Linked DNA regions of Anas platyrhynchos: region 1 is linked to region 2. A link is a contact called in public Hi-C data. All regions are on one chromosome and are shown on one strand. Each heading gives the region's core, a stretch centred on a gene start, on an enhancer-like site or on the middle of the called end of the contact. The rest is flanking DNA. Distances are from core to core; before and after follow the strand shown. Region 1 overlaps LOC106014785 (a long non-coding RNA gene). Region 2 holds the start of ANKFN1 (ankyrin repeat and fibronectin type III domain containing 1).

Evidence for each region. A called contact is a pair of places that touch in the nucleus more often than the background predicts.
Region 1: a Hi-C map of F5 follicle shows a contact between it and region 2, with 2.1 times the contacts expected there. The contact joins the enhancer-like site here to the promoter of ANKFN1 in region 2. A contact is called at or near these places in 4 of 8 Hi-C or Micro-C datasets (F1 follicle, F5 follicle, liver and 1 more).

Annotation. Positions count from the first base shown.
Region 1 is chr19:5,846,561-5,854,083 of IASCAAS_PekinDuck_T2T, forward strand. LOC106014785 (a long non-coding RNA gene) reads left to right here. Exons shown (of 3, transcript XR_001186355.5): 2 at 1,600-1,697; 3 at 1,978-3,626. Among named protein-coding and RNA genes, the nearest start is that of C19H17orf67, 35 kb to the right of the region's middle. Within about 2 kb of position 4,326, at least 3 of the 8 cell types and tissues checked have an H3K27ac peak or open chromatin away from gene starts, as enhancers often do.
Region 2 is chr19:5,644,408-5,652,187 of IASCAAS_PekinDuck_T2T, forward strand. It overlaps ANKFN1 (ankyrin repeat and fibronectin type III domain containing 1), which reads left to right and starts at 3,357. Exons shown (of 22, transcript XM_072025674.1): 1 at 3,357-4,124.

The sequences.
Region 1 (7,523 bases), core at 3,076-5,575, 200 kb after region 2:
GAACGGTGTCAAAATGTTGTGGGTTAAATTCTGTTCTCAGTTCCACCAGCGCTAACCCAGGTTAACTCCGTTCTGATCTTGCACTGGATTTACAGCAACGTAATTCTGCTGGGCCGGCGTTCAGCTCGTGTGAATTAGTTTATCTGCACTGGAATGCAGGCAGCTCAGCTGCTTTACACCAGCTAAGAATCTGACCCATATTTAGATAGAATTACTCCTGAAATACACAATGGCAAACGTGATGTGAATTGGGTCTGCTGTGGCCCTGATTTGCACTGAGGAAGTGCAGCCGAAGCTGTTCTGTGGCTCTGCTGCGCAGTGACGCAAGCTGGTGTCACAAACCTGAACCTGACCCCCTTCAGCCTTCTGATGCTTTATAAGTTTTAAAATAACGCTGCAGTAAGTGCTACACATGCTGCGTGCGTGTAAATCATCCCAAACGGCTGCAAATCATCGTCCGCTCTCTTGTTTCAAAGCAGAGATTGGGAAGTGCTTGGTGATATTTGGGTTCAGTTCAGATATTCCAAAGCTTGGATGGATGGATTGTTTTGATTCTTTCTTTGAACTCCTTTCCCACCCCTGCTAAAAGAAACAGACAGATCTACTCAGTTAAGCGACAGACAAGTTGGAGACAATGCGCCACTGCCCTCCCCAGTACCACCCCCCACATGCCAAATTTGCAGACATCTGCTAGCTGGAGCACAACTCTGCGGTAATAAAGAAGTGCTGGTATTCATGTGATGTACTGCCTTTAGCATTCACAAATGACTGAAATTAACCTCTGTTCTATGGGCCTTAACTTGGTTTATGACTGGGGGTCTTTTGTTTTATACCACTATACAGAGGTGCCTTTGCCATGCTAAAGATTTAACTAAATTATAATGAATGATCCTCACCAGCACTGTGCCCCTAATTAGAACAAGTCGCACAGACATATTGTCTCCTTGATTTCCTCTGTTACATTTCTCTCACTCTCTTTCTCTGCCTGAGACACATGGGTCCCATTAAACATTTTAGCATTTAATGTGGTTCCCTTAAATGACTTCTCAAGTTTTCAAGTTCCATTTAGAATTGTATGTTACTCTCCTGACTGTGGTTTTGATTGTTATGTTTCATGCGTTCAGCCAAAGCAATTGCTCTTCTTCCCCCTCTAGTGGGGAGTGCCTTAGCTCCCTGTGAGCTTGTGTGAGTACAGCATGGTGTCTACCTATACGTTTTGTAGACATTCACACAAATCCTTACGTTTGTATATGAAATCGGGAGATGGGGAAATAGCTTCTTATGACTGATTTATGCAGTCAAGGTTAAGTGCGGTGTTTCTTCAGCACAGTACAGTTGTCTGTTAAAGAAAGCATCTGTTAAGATACAGTTTATTATCGGTATATTTCCATCAAGAGGTCTTTAAGTGTTTCTGTAATACACAAAGCTTATTAATCTTTAGATATTTCCAGCCTAAATAGAAATGATTGACAAAAACCTTTTGTAGCGTCTGGTTATATGTATGATATCTATTATCCCCATTACATATACCTACTGTACAGATAGAGTGCTGAAGGACAGAGATTTTGTTGTTGATCACATTGTAATGCACTTCCTCAGGAACCACTGCAATGAGAATACCAAATTGTCCATCGGTTTCTGCCCCAGCTTTCCAAGAGTATCAAGTCAAGTTCAAGGTCTGGACCCTAATCCTCAAGGTATTTTGTGGCCTGGGCCCAAGGTGTCTCATAAGCTTGTCTCAAAGCTTGTCTATACCACTGTAGTTATCCCATTTCAGATCTGGCTGGATAACTTCTGGAATAAGAATGCCTTGTTTCCCCCACTCTTTCCCATTTAGTATATGCTCTTTTGAAAATGGTATGCACCTATTTAACAGAAAAGGCGTTCTTATTCCAAAATAAGCACCTCTTATAAATAGTGTCATAATAATAATGATAAAATAACTTCAATATAATTTTAAAGTTAAATTCTCTTTAGGGAAAAAACCTTTCCATCATCATGAAGGAAATCTGTTACAAAAGTGAACTGTAAACCTGGATTTCCTGGCTCCTAGTTACTGAAGTGGCATCATTCTGAGGACATGCGTCTTTAAAGCTGTTTACTTTCTCAGTATCAGATTGACACCGGTCACTAAAATACTGGTAAGGCTGGGAATCCAGAAGCTTGTTCTTTCCTGTTAAAGGGATTCATATCCTGGTTCTGAGACCACTGCCACAGTATTTTAACGGTGGATTTTGGCATGCCATCACAAAAACATAAGAAATTATTTCGGTGACAATATGTTGGCTTCTTAGATCCCTCAGACATGAAATCGAGATTTCATTATGGCGACTTACCAACATTATTTGTTCTTTAGATAATTCTTAAAAGTTTCCGTGATGTATTGGCTTCCAGGTTTAAGCCACAAGAAGCTTGAAATTTATCTCTGGAGCTGAGATTTAGGTTTCATTAACAGTTAAGCCTTCGTCTGGAGTGCTGAAGTGTTCTGCAATGGGTAACTCAGCTTGTTAGTAACATTAGCAGATTTGTGAGTCCTCAAATGCGTCTATGGATAATTGTTTCAACCTTGTGTTCTTTATTATAATCCGCTGTCTGATAATGGGCTTCAGGGTAGATAAGAGAAGGAAATGTGCCAGTAGGATTTCATTCAATCTTGTGCATTCTACCCGCAGCTGCTGTTTCCTCTAAGGTGATGGCTGACTTGGCATCTCTTGCTTTAAAGCAGAGAAAGCCACGATTGATGGCAGGCCATTCTAATGCCTCCTTACCAGCCATTCATGGAGACTTTGAGATTACTGTAAAGAGATATCACCGGTCTAGGAGCTGCTTTCTGGAATCATTCTTCTTGCAATAGTGCAAATGGACAGCTTTTGTTTCTATCGCAGCAGCAATCACTGTTTAAATTAGAGAGCTCTTTGAAATTTTTTGACAGAGCAGTTTTCTGCTGATAAATGCAGTTTCACTAACATTGAAATGCTTCTCCAGGGAGGGTATCAATTTTGGCAATTTTTTTCCATGAGAAAGAAAAAGAAGCATCTTGGCTTTGAGGGAAGATTTTATGAAGTTGAAATATTTTGTTTTGAATTTATCACTTTTATTAATGTTTAGGTTTTAAGTTTATGCTAAGGTTGGAAGTGTAGATATTCAGTAACATGTATTCACGTTTAGTACGGTACCTTATTGTTTCTACATAATCGTACTGAAATGGGTTTTGCTTTGCCAAAATGAAATGATTTAACTTTAAGCCAAATAGTAAGCTAATTCTAAATCTTGGAAGGCCTTAGAAATCTTGATTCCTGGGGAAAATATGTCATTTTAATTTAGAATGAAAACATTTTAAGCATTGAAATTTCCTATTAAAAAAATCAGGTTTCTCACTGGTTCTGTATTAAATGCAGACGTTTTTAATTTCTCCAGCTAATCTTTTAGTTCTTCATACCTCTGCAGCCTTCTGAAAAATAACTTCTATTGCTTGAGAGCTGCTCCCTAGAAAAGATTACTGGGATGAATATTTGCCTTCCTGAACTGTATGGTAGAGTTTGTACATCTTTCACAGCTAGCCGTATTTCTGACTGTCACAATGGTGATCACTTCATTTATATTAAAGCCTTATTATGAGTGTTGCTGCTGCCTTTGTAATATATTATAATCATAACACTGCCGTTGAGGTACAAATTAATTTTATGAATTAAAAGGTGTCAGACTAAGATCCTGACTCTCAAAGACTTAGACACTTGTTGCTGCTTTGGTTCCAAGTGGCTTACCCAAGATCACCCAAGAGGTTTATGACTGAGGAAGGAATTGCACCTTAATTTCCCTGACCGCTTTGTTGCAAGCTTCTAGCAGCAGCTGTGTTCTTGTTCCTGACTGCGGCCCATGACGAAAAATCCTGACTCATGTAATTGAAAGGGTTAAAAATCAAGGAGGCACACCACCACCAACAACAAAATGCCATGCCTTTGATTTAATAAAGAGATAATCCTCTTTCTATTAGCTACGATAATAATGACTCACCAGTAGTAAATGAAGGAATATACACAGAATGACATCATGTGAACAGCGCAGTGTCTGTGGGACTTAAAACGAAGAGGATTATTCCAATATATCAGCTCTGAGCCTAAAACTGGCAAGGATAGGTTTGGAGTAAAATTTAACATGAGAAATGTTTATTGAAGCACTAACATGAGAAAGGAATTATATAACTGAAGTTATTAAAAACAATAAGCTCCTATTTCAAAAGCTTTAATTTCAGTAGAATAATATACACGCAGACTGACACAGGCTGTAGTTGTATTGAGTCATTCCAATGACATCATGAACCACAAGAGGGGATGTGCCGTGGTTTATCGGTGTCTGCAAACCACACCCCGTCCCCTGGGTGGAATTACAGCCTCTGTCTTGCTCTGGAGACAGAATCTCATCTGGTTCGTAACATGGAGGGAATTGCCCTGAAATCAGCAGTAAGGAAGAGAAGTAAAAGCACCGATCACTCACAGCTTATTTCCAGGCCTCCTGCTTCTGAACAGGCCATCGATGTGCTGCATCACATTGAGGCAAGGGTTTCCAGCTCCTGGTTGTGGACCAGAGCTTACATAAAACAAATGATAAATTGTATCAAGCTGACTTTTTGGTCATGGGGTTTAATCTGTTTTTTGTTGTTGTTGTTGTTTTTAGCCAGAGACTTGCTTTAAACTGACATCATGTGGTCTGGTTTGTCCCTGAGCACCACAAAGATTTCCTCGCTCCCATAAAGCAGGAGCTGGGGAGTGGCTGAAAAAACTTCGTCGAACTTCAGGGCTGACCAAAATGGTCATTCTGCTGTGCTGGGAACAGAGAGGTTCCTGTCGAGAGCGATTCAGAGCAAAAGTCCTTGATGAAAATGCAGGTCAGATTTATAGGCTATACAGCTGCATACTGGAATCGTGTTTTTCTGTAGCTCTGGTGGCCCCCCCCTGTGAAGGGAGCACAGCTATGGAGGCTGCACACCTGAACCTGGTCCCTGGTACCTTTGGCAGATTGAGAACTCCATGTATTGGTCAGAAAATGCAGATAGCATTGCTTGTGTGCTGTACGGATGGCAAGGCTGGATACCAGCGAAGTGTTACCAACGCTGAGCCTGGACTTAACAAGGACTTGGACTGAATCTGGACTTTTGTTATAACAAGGAAATGCAGTTTAGATCTAACAGGCCAAAGACTGCTTCTCTTTACTGATCTTAGATACTAAATCCTGAATATCTATTTCTGGTAAATTGGATTCCAGTGTTGTGCAAAAGAAGAATAACTCAGAGGTCAATGAGATTCACAGTGGTGCCACCGAGGGCAGACCCAGTGAGTCTTGCTGGCGCTGATGTCAACAGCAGTACTGCGAGAGGGGGAGGAATCCGCCCCGCTCCATTACTCAGAGGGTGCTGACAGAGTATCTTTTATGAGGAGTCTGAAATACTCTGGAATCTGCTTCCTACTCTAGTCCAAAGTAGTCCAGATCTGACTTTCCTGGCATGTTGCAAAAGACATCCTTTTGTCAGATATCTGGAGAAGTGAGAATATGCTTCTGTTCTTCTACCCTGTGAAGGCGGTGGATGAGACGCCGGGGAGCTGATGTCGAATATAATCATTTGGTCTCTGCTGAGACACCTGAGCAGACAGCTCCGTTATCTGAAAACTAAATAGAAAATACATACAGGTTTCATTAGGGAAGCTAGGAAATGGGATACAGTACCTATGGTTTGGGGGGTAGAAATAAGTGTTTATGCTTCCTTTGGATAGAAGGGATTTGTTATAAAAGGACTGTCTTGTGACTTCTGAAAGTCCTCCACAAGTATGCATTTCCCCTGTGCTGCTCTTCTTTCCCACCCACCTTCCCCTCTCATTGAATGATAAATGTGGAAGTCTTATTTATCATTCGGTGATCTGGTTTCTTGCTTTGGCTGTTGGTCCTTGACAATAACATCAATTTCTAAATCCCTGATTAAATTTACTCCACTCTACTGCTGCAGATTATTAGAAGGGCAGTCACTAGATGAAGCCACATCACTAAAAAGGTGAATAAATTTTGGAGCAGAGCTCTAAAACTTCTGAGCAGGGTCATTTTTCTAATTATAGGATGGTGAGGCTGAAGACTCCAAATGCCCAGGCAAAGGATGAAAAAAAGTATCCAACTGAATAAATAAATCTCTTAAAGAAAAAGATACTTGTCTGCCAAGAAACTTAATATGAGATGTTGAGAGTGCAGTTCTGAAAAAGATTTAATTGGAGATATACTCCTAAGAATATGTAAATAGTCTTTCCTTTCCTTAACTAAAAGGAGAAACAGATGCCAGCTCTAAGATCTGAGACCGAGTATGAAAAGTACTGAGGCCTCTAAATGTCATTTTAAACATATATAATTAGATTCTTATCTCGTTAAGAGGTTGTCCAGTGCTTTTTCAAGTGGAAGGTATGAACTCTTTAGATACACTTTACTGCAGACAATTTGATTGTCTACTTTAAATGTGGTAAAAATTAAACACAGTTTTTAAAATGTAATTTCAAATTCTAGGTGGCCTTAAGACAGTGTGGTGAGATGCCAGTTTTGACCAGCAAGCCTTATGGCACTCACTAGTTTGGACCTATTGATTAGGAATCCAATATTTATTTAGTGTATGCAGACCCCAAGAGTAAAGAGTTCAGCAATGGCATGTGGACTTGACTATGACTTCAGTTATAAAACTGGATAGATTAATTTGAGTAAAATAAGTAAATGCATTTTAATTAACTTACTGGTACAGTAGTTGATGGAACCTTAATTCTTAAAGATGAAGGACATTTCCACAGGGCTTGGGATCAGTCAATAAAAAGCTGCATATATTTTTGCCCTTCTTAACTTTGGTAGGGACCATCAAGGAAAATGCTGAATCATAGAGCAGAAATTAATGTTCTCATTAAAGGCTCAGTTACTGCCTGACACTACAGTCTTTCATTTACATGAGGACATTAGATAATTCAACAAAAATTAGTGCACTGCACTATTCCTTCATCACCCACCAACAGACTAAGACTCAAGAGTTTGTTTGGGGCAACAGCTCTGGCTCCTGTTTTTTTCTGTAAGCCATGACATAAAACAATTGTGACATTTCTGATCCAGTAGGAATTTGTAAGTACCAGAAAATGCAAACAACTTTCACTCCACAAATCACAGGTTCAGGTAGGAGGCTCAGACTTGGGCTTACTTTGTTCAGTTTTGGTTACTGCAGTAAATCTGAAATTAAACCAAGGTCTCTAGCACTGAGTTTCCAATGATGCCAGGCTAGATTTATGGTTCTGGGAACAAACCATACAGTTTTGCAGAGATTGTGGTGTTGCCATAGAATCATACACCCAAAGAGTCTAGTCCTGTTCCTCTGCCTGCTCTGAAACCTCAAGCCTTTGGATGCTTGTCTGGCCTCTTCTTAGCGGCCAGTAATGGCGATTCTTCTCCAACGTTCGTACAAAAACATTTAGACAATGAAAATAGGATAAAATAGACCGGCTCCTTTGTTGGTA
Region 2 (7,780 bases), core at 2,107-4,606:
GACTTTCTTTTCAATAGTTGTAAAGAACCTAGAATGAGTCTCCTCACAAGGGATCAGATGAAGCCAAAAATCTATAAATATTTTTATTTTTCATTCCTATCGCACTTGCCTTACCTAGTAGACACCTTTTCCAAACAATTCTTTGGTTATTTATAATGAGCTAAGGAATTAGGTGATTTATGAATTCAATAATACAATATAGTGTTCTTATAGTCAAAGGATATTTCTGCGTTTGATGAGCTTTGGGACAAGCCTCGTAGCCCACAGGTATTTTTTATTCTGTAAGTTTATCCAAAGTAGTTTAGATTCAAGAAAACTTGCAAAGAATTCCAGTGAAATTTTTATTTTCCTGAGAAAGAATTAACAAATCAGGATCTTTTGAAAGAAAAATGCACAGAACCACTTTTATACTGAGACCTATCCAGTCCTATGGACAGTGCTGAGGCTGCACTAACACAGAGTCCCTAAAAATGCTGCAAAACTTTTGCTTATACTCTGCCCCCAAAAGAGGGGTGTACGCAAGGAGGGATCAGTATAGGGAAATCAGTAATTAGAATCTATAAATAATTAGGTTTAGAGGGAGGTTGGATAAAGATAGTATCTTTCAAAGGAAAATACATTTTTTCCAGTCTGGAAAGACATAGATGCTGCCACAGAATAATTTTGACACTTCATTAACTTTATCTGCTAGCACTGCCCATAGAAACAGAGATTTTTGGCAGAGCTCTGCTTCACTGTTTATCTGTTTTTTTTTTGCAAGGCAGACAAACCTGCTTTCATTTCCGTTTGTCCGTTTGTTTTTTATGAAAATAGATTTTAATAGTTCAGCTAGGAATTTTAATATATGAAACTCAACCTGCCTGCAACATTTGTTGTCCATGTTCAAATGTGAACCAACCTAGTTAGCAGCAGCGTTGTTTTACTCTGTGATAATCCAGTCTCATCCTGCCTTAGACATAGACTCACAGACAAAGACAGGAGTGGATAGAGACAAATTGTGTGTGTGGGGGGGGGGGGGGGGGGGGGGAAGTAAATATGTATTTAACTGAACTCTTCAGTGAAACTAAAATAAAAATATTTCTATTACACTATAAAATAACAAAGTGAATTGTCACAAAAGTGGCAAGGAAAAGTGCTCTTGTAGCTGAAGTATACCCTTCAATCTTGGAATTTATATTCAGCTCTTCTCTCATAAACACTTTGTTTTACCAGGGACAAATCACTCTCTCTATGCTATATTTATCCATGTGTAAAACTCACTCTATTTCATTAAGACATCAAGATATTTGGGACAGAAGTACTTGTGCTTTTTGTACAACCTTGTAGCAGTATTGGTTGATCTTAGCTGGGGCTGCAAAGTGCTGCTTCTAGAACAAACATTCTTAGATTTAGCTTTATTTCACTGCCAACACTTTAGGTCAGCCCCTAAGCTGCTTTAATATTTAATTAAAATTTATCAATATTAAGCTTTGAATGCCAGTATCTCTCTTGTTTCCAAGTACACACTAATTATGTTGTCCTCATTTACAGACCATTTAATTATCTGGTTGTTATCTGGAGAAATTCCACAGTATTTTCCAGAGCTGTGGGTATACTGGCTTTTTCCAAAAGATATCTGCCCTGCATGTCTTTATGAAGGAAAATCTGACTCTGTCATCTTCCTCATTCCCCCCAGTGATTTCTACATGGTAAGAGAGTCTGTCATAGGCCTGTCATTGTCTTTAAGTCACTGGTACCTGAAGAGGACCAGCTATGTGAGGGACCAAAACTAATGCAATGAGAAGACTGAAGCAGATACATAGATCAGTTACCAGAAGAGTGAAGGTATACACACACATAAGTGCTTGTGCATCACCTAGACACAGTGCAATTATAATTCTTACCTCAAAGAAGATATGATCCAAGGCCCTGATTCTGTAAGCCTTAAGCAAGTGCTTCAGTGACTCAGTGCTGTTTTGACTATGCAGCTGATTCTCTCAGTTCCTACCAAGAATCTTACAATGTATGACATCTGCCTAAAATCCCATTTCTGAAAGTCATAAATCTGCAGAACCTCCAAATTCATTTGGGGAAAAAAATGTTCCTAGTGCTGTCATTGCACAGAAAAAGACTGGAAAACATGACACAGATGTTTCCTTAAGGCTCAGTAAACAGAAAGCAAATTAAAAAATACCTTTTCTTAAAAAAAATAGTTCTTTGGTTTAAAGACCACATCTTTTAAATCTTACAGGCCAGCCTGATGATTTTTTAATACTTCAGGTTGACAGAACGATCACTGGGACTATTCACAGAGGATAAAGATAAAAATGTGCAAAAGATCTTTGTCAGATCTGGGCCTACAGCCAGCCTCTCACTCCCCAAGAGCATGTCATATGGCACTACTAAATTTGGCTCAAACTTGTTTTGGTGAGTGCAAAATTTGCCTGGATCCAAAGCTGGTTCTGCTTCTCCCACTTGAAGCTTTTTCATCACATGTTGAAATCTCTAAATAAACTAATACTACAAAGAAGCTTTTATCTGGATGGAGGTGTGTTTAAAAGAAAGTAATAGGGGTGAAAGCAAAACAACATTGGGGAATTAATCAGAGGTTGATTTCTGAGCTATAAATTACCATTGATTACAGTATTTACTAAATTCACTAAAAATCTCTTCCTTGGTTTCTTTGCTTGTAGACAGATATCCACTTGCCTCTTCTTGTTTGGACTAGAATCTGTCCCTGTAAAGCCCCAGGGAATTAACTTACAAGCAATGGCAGAAAAAGCTGAACACAATGATTTCCTTCCTCCCAACATTGTTCCATGCAATGTTGGCAACCAGATCTGTGAAACAACAGTTTAGCAAAGGAAATCTTTGGCAATGACTGCATGTCTGACACCACAGCCCCTTCTTCCCCCTTTTTAGCTGCATATGCTAAATCACTTTAATTTGTGAAGAAAACCTATGTGTTAGATGGGAATACACTGTTCATGCAGCTTTTGGTTAGTCCCATGCAAACTACAGAAAAGCCAGAAAAAAGGGTAGAGTGCTTTTCTCCAGTAAAAGCACAAAATGTAAAAATCTAAAAATAATACAAGTGAAAGCATCTGAGAGACCCCACTCTTAATCTGTTAGTACGTGTACAATATGACATGACTAACGCCAGTCCTCTGGGCCATCCCAATTTATTCTTCCCCCCGGGAGCATCAGTTTTGATGATTGTGAACTTGGCAGGGATAAAATTTTCAGGAAAATCTATAGCATCAAGACAGAAGAATTCTCTAAGTAAACCCCACAAGGTTGGTAAGATGGCGGGCATAATAGCACTGCTATTGAGCATGAAGGCTACTGCAAACAAAGTCTGAGTCAGACAGGCTGTTTTGAGTATACCTGCCTGAGTTGTCATGAAAAGTGGAAGAAGCAGAGTTTATAAACAAACTTTCCTGCATAGAGAGCAAATTCTTTTCTCCCAGCTTGTCCTCAGCACAATGCTGAGGTGCTGTCTGGCCCAAAGTGCTCAGCGTTTTCCCTCAGGGAAGGCTCCTCTTCTCTCACCTCAGGGAGGGCTCCTGTCCTGCCAGCTGAGGGAAGGATCCTCTCCTCTTACCTGAGGGAAAGTTTCTCTTCTCTAGCCTGAGAGAAAGCTTCTGTCCTGTCAGCTGAGGGAAAGTTTCTCTTCTGCCAGCTGAGGGAAAGATCTCCTTTCACCTGAGGGAAAGCTTCTCTTCTCTCACCTCAGGGAAGGCTTCTGTCCTCTCACCTGAGGTAAGGAAGTCTCCTCTCTTCTCACCTGAGGGAGGACTTCTGTTGTCACCTGAGGGAAAGCTTCTCTCCTGCCAGCTAAGGGAAAGATCCTCTCCTTTCACCTGAGGGAAAGTTTCTGTCCTGTCAGCTGAGGGAAAGCTTCTGTTCTAACAGCTAAGGGAGGGCTTCTCTTCACTCATCTGAGGGAAAGCTTCTCTCCCGTCACCTGAGGGAAGGATCCTCTCCTCTCACCTGAGAGGAAGCTTCTGTCCTGTCAGCTCAGGGCTTCTGTCCTGTCAGCTGAGAGAAAGCTTCTGTCCTGTCACATGAGGGCGGGCTTCTCTCCAATCACCTGAGGGAAAGCTTCTCTCACCTCAGGGAAGGCTCCTGTCCTGTCACCTGAGGTAAGGAAGGCTCCTCTCCTCTCCTCTCCTCTCCTCTCATGTGAGGGAAAGTTTCTCTCCTGCTAGCTGAGGGAAGACTCCTGTCCTGTCCAGAACTATATTCACCCCAAGGTGCTTTTGTAACCTTCTCTTTCTGCTTTTAACGAGGTAGTTAATTTGCTGAACAAGGAAGCCTGGTAGTTGATTTATAAATTGCGCCAGAAGTTTCTTCTCTACTCAGACATAACTATAACAATTTGGATTTTATGCTGAATGTTGGAATCTGAACAAACTCTTTGCAGTTTCATATACGTCCTTTATATAAGAAATGTTCCCTTTGCTCTTTTGTTTTATATGCTACTAATAAAATCTTTTTGTTAGAGCAGATTTTCCAGTATATTAAAGTCATGAGTAGTTGATGGAAATATATATATATGTATTTAGAACTGCAACTAAATACTTGGTTAATGTAAATGTACCTGTCTGTAAATCACTACTTCCATGGTCACTGTGGATGAGCAGGGCCCTCAGTAGGAGATCTGAGTATGGAAGCAACTTGCAGTTCTTCGTGCTATCTTGAAAAAGGAACTGCTATAGTGTGTCAGCGCTGTGGTTTGTCTACTCCAATATTCCTCCTCTTTTAAGAAAAGACTAGTAGCAAATATCCTGGGGGAAGGAGTAACATTTCCACCATGGACTATTAGGAAAGGTTATCTTTTTCTTTATCCATAGGTAATTGCCTTTATACTCTGATGCACAAGGATGGCTTTACTTAACTATTTTTTTTAGTCTAGTTTAGATACCCCAAAAATGGCTTATTGCATTCTCTATTTTTATTTAATTCTTTTTCCCCAAATACCTGGTATGAAATACTCCTTATACTTCCCATCACAAAAAATGTTTCTTGTGAACATGATTTTGCGTCATTTATTTGGCTTAGACAGAGCCAAATTTAGATTTTAAGATGCAGTTTTGAACTTCCACCACTTGATGGCCACATTTAAAAATTTTGTTTCAAATAATGCCAGTGCTGTATTTGGCGAGGTAATGAGCCTAAAAAGTACATGGTCAGAAAACCATCCAGACAGTTTCCCATACCAAGATTATATTTATGCATACGTCTGTGTTGTTTGTGCAAATATTTATGTCAATAGCTCTCTGAAACAGCTGTATAATATAATGTGGAACAGTGGCAAATACTAGAAGTGGCAATTCAAATGTAACTCTCCAGTCCTGTGACCTTGCATATGGTGGCTTTGGCATCCAAGGCCTCAGGTCCCAAGTCCTCCTCTCATTGCAGCAAGGATGTAATCGTTCCGAAACTGGTATTTCATACCAGTTTGTGAAAGAGTTACCTGTGACATGAGAATGGCTAGCTAATCCATCTCCAAATTTCAATATTGAAAAAAACATAGTAGAATACGTTTTGAGATTTAAGTTTTTTGTTTATAAAGGAATGTGGAAATCCAATAGTAATTTCAGTCAGAAAAAGGCAAGACACTTCATGTGGAAAGTACGTACAAAATGGACATTCTGAATTTTTTCAGATTTTATTTTTTCCTAAGTAAAACATTATGTAAGTCAAAAGAATTTTTTGGCTTTTGCAAGTTTGTATTCTGAACCTTTGATTGAACCTTAAGCCATTCTTGCTGAAATCATGATCTAAGTTTTTTACCTAAGAAATGCAAACCTACAGAGTTTTTGATTTTATTTACTTTGAAAGTATTGACCTTAACATGACTCAAAAATATCATCCTACTGGATGTGATTTCCTCTTGGAGTTTTATTCTGACCTGGCCTATTCAAAAGTTGTGGGATTCTGTCATTGCTTGTACTATTTTATTTTATTTTTTCTTCTACCACAACCTCTAGGTTTGAGGGGCTTACTGGCAGGATAATGACAGTGTTACTTCAGTCAGCATGGTTCTTTTTAATTTGTCTTGAGAGTGCTTCTGCCAATTTTGTTAAAGGAAACCAAATAAATTTATTGTTGCCAAAAAAATATCTTGGGAAATACATGGAGAAGAGGCTGAAATATTACTGAAAAATAATTTAAAAATCTATATGTTTGTAGTGGAATTTGATAAGATCTGGACGATTTAAAAAGCATGCTCCTTTGGGTCACTTCAATAATCCCTTGTGATATTTTTAGACATTAGAATGTATGTTTTCTCCTTAATGGAAAACAAAACAAAAGCCTTGTGGATATTTTTTCCAGAATGAAGTGTTTTATCAATCAAACTATTTTGGACTGGGTCTGGCTTCAAGATGCAAAATGTCCAGTGTAAGAAGTGAGTTTCTAAGCTTGCAACATAAATTGCTTTCTCTATATTCAGGCCATTAAACAATGAAATGACATTTATATCTAATCTCCATCTCATGAATTTGTCTTTACAACATCCTAGGAAAACATAAAAACAGCATCCTGTTTATGATAATTAAAACAGTTGGTGGTAATGAATGCAGATATCAAAGTTTTAGTGTAATTGAGGTGATGGTACATTTAAAGCAAGCTAGCAGGTGTTAGATCTGAAGCTATGACTTATGGAGCAATATTGTACTGCACAGTTGAAGCTGAAGAAACCCTCAGTGCAACAGCAGTCTCACAAAAATACACGAGGATCTACAAAATGAAAGATCCAAAGGGAAACTAAAAGACAATTTGGGCCATTCCAGAAGCTACTTTTTGGAACTCCGTACGATACAAAGCTAATTCCTTTACCCGACTCTTTTTCTGTTTAGCTCTATGTGTGTATGAAATGCTGAACTGTTTATTGTTCATTCCTAATTTTTAGTCTGTTTGAAACTGATGAAAGCTAAAGTGACCTAGTTGCACTTTGGCTACCAGGAGTTTCATATGGTTCTTGTTGTAGCTCATACCTAAAAATGAAGGAAAAGAAGTCATAATGCAATTATTACTAATCTTTGCTTTCTTCTTTCACTCTTTTTCTCTCTTTCCTCATCCTCTAGTGTGACTGTGGTATAGAATACAGCTGAGACAGAGCTGGTTCCAACCTTTGGTACTTATTTTTGGCTCATTAATTTTTTTGGCAAAGAAGAGACACTTAAAAGTCTGATGTTCAAAGGCTACGTGGTGATTGATCAGAAGTCAGCACAGTCAGTTTTGTTATTTTTTCCACTCATAGTAATGCTATTGCCTAAGAGCCCACAAAAACAAAGCAATTAGGTTTGCTTGATAGGAGGAATGATGGCGGCAGAACTATCATCAGCATTGAAACTAGCATGTTTCCATGAGATTAACTTTCCTCCACTTATTTAAGTGCCAAAGTCTAGTTTATAAAATGACGAGGTAATGCAAGTTGCGTTTAAAGTGCATTATCTGAATTATGCCAACTGTGCTCTTCAGGAATGTGACGTTGTGAAATGAGATTTCCACACACCCACAGGAATGAGCAGACACTATATATTAGCCTAGTAAAAATACAATCTTATATCAATAACACCCAGGCTCTCTCTCCCTTTCTTCCTGTTTGTGTTGTGTGTCTGAGTTAGTGTTGTTCTGAGCCAGTGTTGCCAGGTGTACTCGCCAGAGCCTACTCAACTGGAGCTGTGAATACCAGCCAAAAATAGCTAGCCCTGACCAGATGCTCCAGCAGAGTTAATAATTGAGAGCCAGTGAGGACGTATGCAGAAGACACACACAGCTATTCACTGCT